Linked DNA regions of Mus musculus: region 2 is linked to region 1. A link is a contact called in public HiChIP or PLAC-seq data. All regions are on one chromosome and are shown on one strand. The core of a region is the stretch at or near the end of the contact, and the rest is flanking DNA. Distances in the headings are between cores, read along the strand shown.

What was found. HiChIP or PLAC-seq counts read pairs in DNA pulled down with a chosen protein or histone mark.
Region 2: a contact with region 1 is called in an H3K4me3 HiChIP or PLAC-seq map of bone marrow-derived macrophages, with 6 times the contacts expected there. The contact joins the promoter of Olfr110 here to the promoter of H2-M3 in region 1. A contact is called at or near these places in 1 of 39 promoter capture datasets (macrophages), 3 of 115 datasets of contacts at active chromatin or transcription factors (bone marrow-derived dendritic cells and bone marrow-derived macrophages) and 2 of 9 other capture datasets (adipose tissue and macrophages).

Annotation. Positions count from the first base shown.
Region 1 is chr17:37,268,892-37,271,572 of GRCm38.p6, reverse strand. It overlaps H2-M3 (histocompatibility 2, M region locus 3), which reads right to left and starts at 1,339. Exons shown (of 8, transcript NM_013819.2): 1 at 1,239-1,339; 2 at 782-1,051; 3 at 300-575. The coding sequence starts at 1,311.
Region 2 is chr17:37,491,107-37,493,787 of GRCm38.p6, reverse strand. Olfr110 (olfactory receptor 110) reads right to left here and starts at 1,320. Exons shown (of 2, transcript NM_146328.2): 1 at 1,291-1,320.

The DNA.
Region 1 (2,681 bases), core at 90-2,589:
TGAAAGAGGCCATGGTACACAATGAGCTGCAGACTGAATGGAAGTGGTTGGTTGTGTATCTCAGGGTGTTTTCTCCTTCCATTCTGGGACAGATTCAAATGTTCTGAAAGTAGGGTCAGCCCTGGGGACAGTCACTCTCTGATGTTGGATCAGGAAGGCCAGTACCACTCTTCCTCCTCCTTGTGCAGTATTCCAGCGGATCTGGTATTTCCTCCCTCCCCAGACATCAAGAGCCTCACTTGTATGTTTGAGGGGGTTATCTTTGCTTACTAAAAGTGGTTCCTAGTTGTTCCTCATACCTGCTCGCTGAAGAATCTCCTTGCCATTCCGCAGGAATCTGTGGAGCAGCTCCAGGCACTCTCCCTCCACATAGGCCCTGAAGTACTCTGCTGTGCCAGCTGACTCTAAACGGCTCTTCGTGATCTGAGACACCATGTCCACTGCAGTCCAGGAGCTCAGGTCTTCATTCAGGGTGATGTAATCTGAGCCATCATACGCAGCCTGATAGTGGGCTCCAAGAAGGCGCATGTCTGGCCCTACCTCACAGGAAACCATCCACTGCAGGATGTGAGAGCCTAGCCACAAACAGGGTGTCAGCCTTAGCCACCTCACCCTGCTCCGCCCGCCAACAGGATTTGGACCTAAACTGAAAGTGAAACCGGTTAAAGGTTTCTGAGAGCTCTGAAGCCCAACTCCAAACATCTAACCTGGCACCCAGGGCTACTCTGGTTTGGCAGTAGACAGACAGGAAGGAGTCTGACCCAGGCTTAGGGTCACTCACCGCCTTCACTCTGGTTGTAGTAGCGGAGCAGGGTCCGAAGGTTTGCTCTGGCACTTTGTGCAATATTCTTGACCTTGAGTTTCAGCTCCTTCCAGTACTCTGGTCTTTCCTTCTCCATCCAAGGTGCACGAGGTTCCATCCTCGGAATTTCCTCAATGCTATCACAGCGCTGAAACTGCACGTCGTCAACATAGCCCACAGAGATATACTGGGGCTCCCCACGGCCCGGCCGTGACACCGCAGTGTGGAAATAGCGCAGTGAATGTGAGCCTGGGGGCGAGGCAGGGTAACTTCAGAACTCTTCCCTGATAACCCCGGGCCAGTGAACAAGCATTGGGTTGGGGGTGGGGCAGGGAGCGGAACTCAGGTCCCGGCAGAAAAGGGATCCCCGAGCACCTGGTCCCGATGCCGTGATCCTCTCTTTAGAGGTTATTTACTTCCCGACCCCTGAACTCACCAGAACCTGTTTGGGTAACAGCCAAAGAGACCACCACCATGTGCAGGAGAGCGCGGTTGCTTGAGGACCCCATCCTTCCCGTGGTAGCCCTGATTAGATTCGCTAAGTACACGCCAACCAATTAGAATGGGAATTGGAGAAGCGTCATCAGTATCCGGGCAAAAGTACCCGACAAAGTTTACAGAGTTACAGAGAAGTGAAACCTCAGAGGAAATGGGGGAATCTCCAATGCTGGGTTAAACCTGGAAACTGGGCTTGGATTTGATCTCTGTTCTCCTACACTGAGTACTTAATGTCACGTTTCCTAGAACATTTTTAATATTCTAGGATCAGTATGTTCTCTAAAACAAACAAAACGGTTTTTTTTTCGTTTTGTTTTATGTGTACTGATGTTTTGCTTATATTTATGTATGTGCACCTCATGAATGCCTGGTGACAGCAGAGGCTAGAAGTGGGCATCTGACACCCTGGAACTTGTGATACTGGTCCTATCAATTGCCACATGAGTTCTGGAAATAAGACCCAGGCAAACTCCATGGATAAGTTTTATGAGTTAGGTCTACCAATAATTATCACTTGGGGTGCACACTTATAAACCCAGTCTCCAGGACATATAGGATTTTGGAAGGAGTTCAAGGTTGTCTTCAGCTAGGGAGTTCAGTAACACAGTGAGATGAGGAGCTCTGGTAAGAAATGTTCCAAGAGGTCTTATGGTCAAACCTTTTAGTTATTAGGAGTGGAAGCCCCTGAGTTTTTCTTGTTTGCAAGCTCTAAAGTCCTCCCATCCCACTGGGGATCCAAGCAAGAGTTCTTGGAATCAGTGTAGGCACAGGAAACTGACTTGGATGCAGATTCATTAACACAGTTGGCAATTTGGGAAATAGCTCTGGCAGATAGAAAACAAGGACAATATTTAAACAAAAATATTGAGATAAAGACTAATGAATCTAAAGTTGATTTTAGCAGTTTGATGGTTTGCCATAGACAATATGATTACTCAATTTTCACTCAGAAATCATATTAGTCACAAATGTCATAAATGAACTGTTTAGATGGTATGCTGTATTTCAATAGGCCCACTTGCTGTATATAAACAGCAGTCCCTACAGGTAAATTAGCCAAACTCTCACCCCTATTGCTCAATTTCCATGTTGTTTTGTCTTGTTTTATATTTTGAGACAGGGTTTCTTAGTCCTATCTGTCCTGGACTCAATTGGTAGTTGATGTGGCCTTGAACTCACAGAGATCCTCCTGCCTCTGCCTCCTGAGTGTTGGGGTCAAAGGTGTGCAATGCCATGCCTGGTTCAGACTCCATGTTTGATCACAAATGATCCACGGTGTCAGTAGAACTCAGCTTAAAGCTCGTCATTTTAATTTGCAGTATATTACTCTAAGTTTCATGACTTTCTGCATTCACTATATGTTGGATTTCTCAAGAACTGC
Region 2 (2,681 bases), core at 71-2,570, 220 kb before region 1:
TGAACATTTGTGTTAAAACATTCAGCAATAACCCAACCCTTTTGGAATGACAGACACTAGTAAATATTTCCAAGAAAGAAAGAAAGAAAGAAAGAAAGAGAGAGAGAGAGAGAGAGAGAGAGAGAGAGAGAAGAAGAAGAAGAAGAAGAAGAAGAAGAAGAAGAAGAAGAAGAAGAAGAAGAAGAAGAAGGAGGAGGGAAGGAAGGAAGGAAGGAAGGAAGGAAGGAAGGAAGGAAGGAAGGAAGGAAGGAAGGAAGGAAGGAAGAAAAGAAAAGGATAGAAAAGTTCTTGTCTTTTACATGGTCAGAATGCTGAAAGTTCCTAAAAATCATATCATTATTCTCATAGAAACCAGAGGAGTTAAAAAATTTATCTAAATAAAGAATTATTAAGGTCACACAGTTAACAAGTCCACACTAAAATCACAAACATTTCTCTTTCCAAAACTAGAACAGAATTTTATAAGTATTTCCTAAATGAAGTAGGCTAAGTCGGCACCAAACAGCTTGAGCACAATAAGTCAAAAAACAAATGCTCACTCAGAAGTACAGAGAAAGTGACCTTTTTTATCCTCTTGAAAAACTAGACCATATAACACAAGAAGAAAGAAAACAGATTTATTTTTTTAATTTTATTTTTAGGAATCCTGCATGGTGAGAACTCAAGAACAGTTTTTAAGCACCCACAGGGAATATTTTTCAAAAACGTTTAAGCAAAAAGTTTCCTCTCTTTTGAGGAACTTTCATGTTTAAGGAATCTAATATCTCTCTTTAAAGAATGTACTCAAGACAACAGCCTTAGAAATACAGAATCTTTATATAGTCCAGGTCATCTAAACTATATCTTTTGTAAAGCACTGGTGAAAAGTGTATTATCAATTACCTGTCACTGAAAACACATTAAAAATACCATGTAAAATCTTAACACAAGAGTTTAATAATAAGTGATAGATGCAACAGTATCAGACAATTATTGTGAGAAACACAAAGTATCCTCCTGACTGTTTTCTGCATTCCACCCATTAATTCCTTTATTGAATAAGGAATCAGCAGGCTAACAAAGACCTATTATATAGAAATTAACCAAATTAAATACATCTCTCCCCCTGTCCCCCAGTTTGCACAAACATCCCATTCCTGCCTCTCACATTTTGGGACAGAAAGTTTGGATACTTTAGCTTGGCAGTCCTCTGGCCCTTATGCCTTCCTTTCCCAGCATCAAAAGGTCAAGACAGAAAAGTTAATCTCTAAAAGTATTGGAGTTATAGCTATACAAAGAAAAACTACTTACTTAGCTGCTATCAAAAATATTCAACAGAAATCACCATACAGACTCTAAGAGCTGCTGCCATAGGACTGCTCTTAAGAGATGCAGAATAATATCCCTGGAGAATCTAAGAGTGCCAAGAGCTACCTTAGTCTCTGCAGGCAAATTCATAGGACAATACCCTCCAGACATAGCAAGTCCCACATCTTAGTTTGGTTTGGTTTTTCCTATTTTTGTCCAAAGATGAGACTGTGGCTTTATGTGGAACTGAGCTGACCAAAGTTATTTCAGATTTCCTTCTTCCCTACTGTGACTTCAAGGTCTCCTGACTTTGCTTTCTGAAACTGGTATCACGACTGTGCTCAAGTGTCTGTCTCTTGTCTCACACTGTGAGAAAGTGAGAAAACCATGCCAGCACAGAACACTGAACCACCTCCCCACACTTCCCCTTTTCTCTTCCTCAACTGCCACTCTGAGGAAATTTTAGGATTCTCTGAGCTGCAAATTTCTTCTTGAAAATAAAGCTGTGGGTTTGTTTTACATTTAAATTGTGACTAAGGTATTCCTTTACAAAGAAGACATATAAAAATTTAACATAGTGCCTAGACCCTTTATGTCTCCCCATCTAATGCTGAGCTCAATGTTCCTATTTTATTCCTCTGATACAGGAAGATAAAATATTTCCTATTTTATCCTCTCTTGTTTTGGACATTTGATCCTACTGGGTATGTAAACTGGGACACCAAAGAGCAGGTGAAAATTTGTCTAACCCATGGGCTGCAAAGTTCACTGATACCAAGCAGTAGTTCTGATATACAAAATGAGTAAAATTTCCTAAGAAAATGGAGCCCTGACACTAACATACTATGACTATCTGTCCTCAAACAGCATTCACTCTTTGAGAGGTCTTGGGGGCCCAGGTTAATCGAGACTGTTCTTTGTTCTACAGGGTCACCCTCCTCCTCAGAATCTTCTGGCTCTTCCTTAATTCAACCACAGGGATCAGCAGCTTCTGTCCTGGGTGAAAATATCTGCATCCGACTTTTTCAGCTACTTTTTGGGCCTTTCAGAGGGCAATCATGATAGATCACTTTTGTGAGTGCTCCATAGCCTCAGGAATAGAGTCAGACCTTGGAGCCTCCCCTTGAGCTGGATCGCACTTTAGGCTTGTAGCTGGACCATTTTTTTTTTCTCAGATGTCTCGACATTTCTATCCTCGCAGTACTTTCAGACAGAAAGAAGTATGGGCCAGAGTTTTGACTATGAGATCGCAACCCCATCTCTCACTTGATACCCTGTCTTTCTGCTGGTGATCAGCTCTACAAGTTCCCTCTCCCCACTGTAGGCCATTTCATCTAAGGTCCCTCCCCTTGAGTCCTGAGTGTCTCTTATCTCCCAGGTCTAAGGTATCTTCT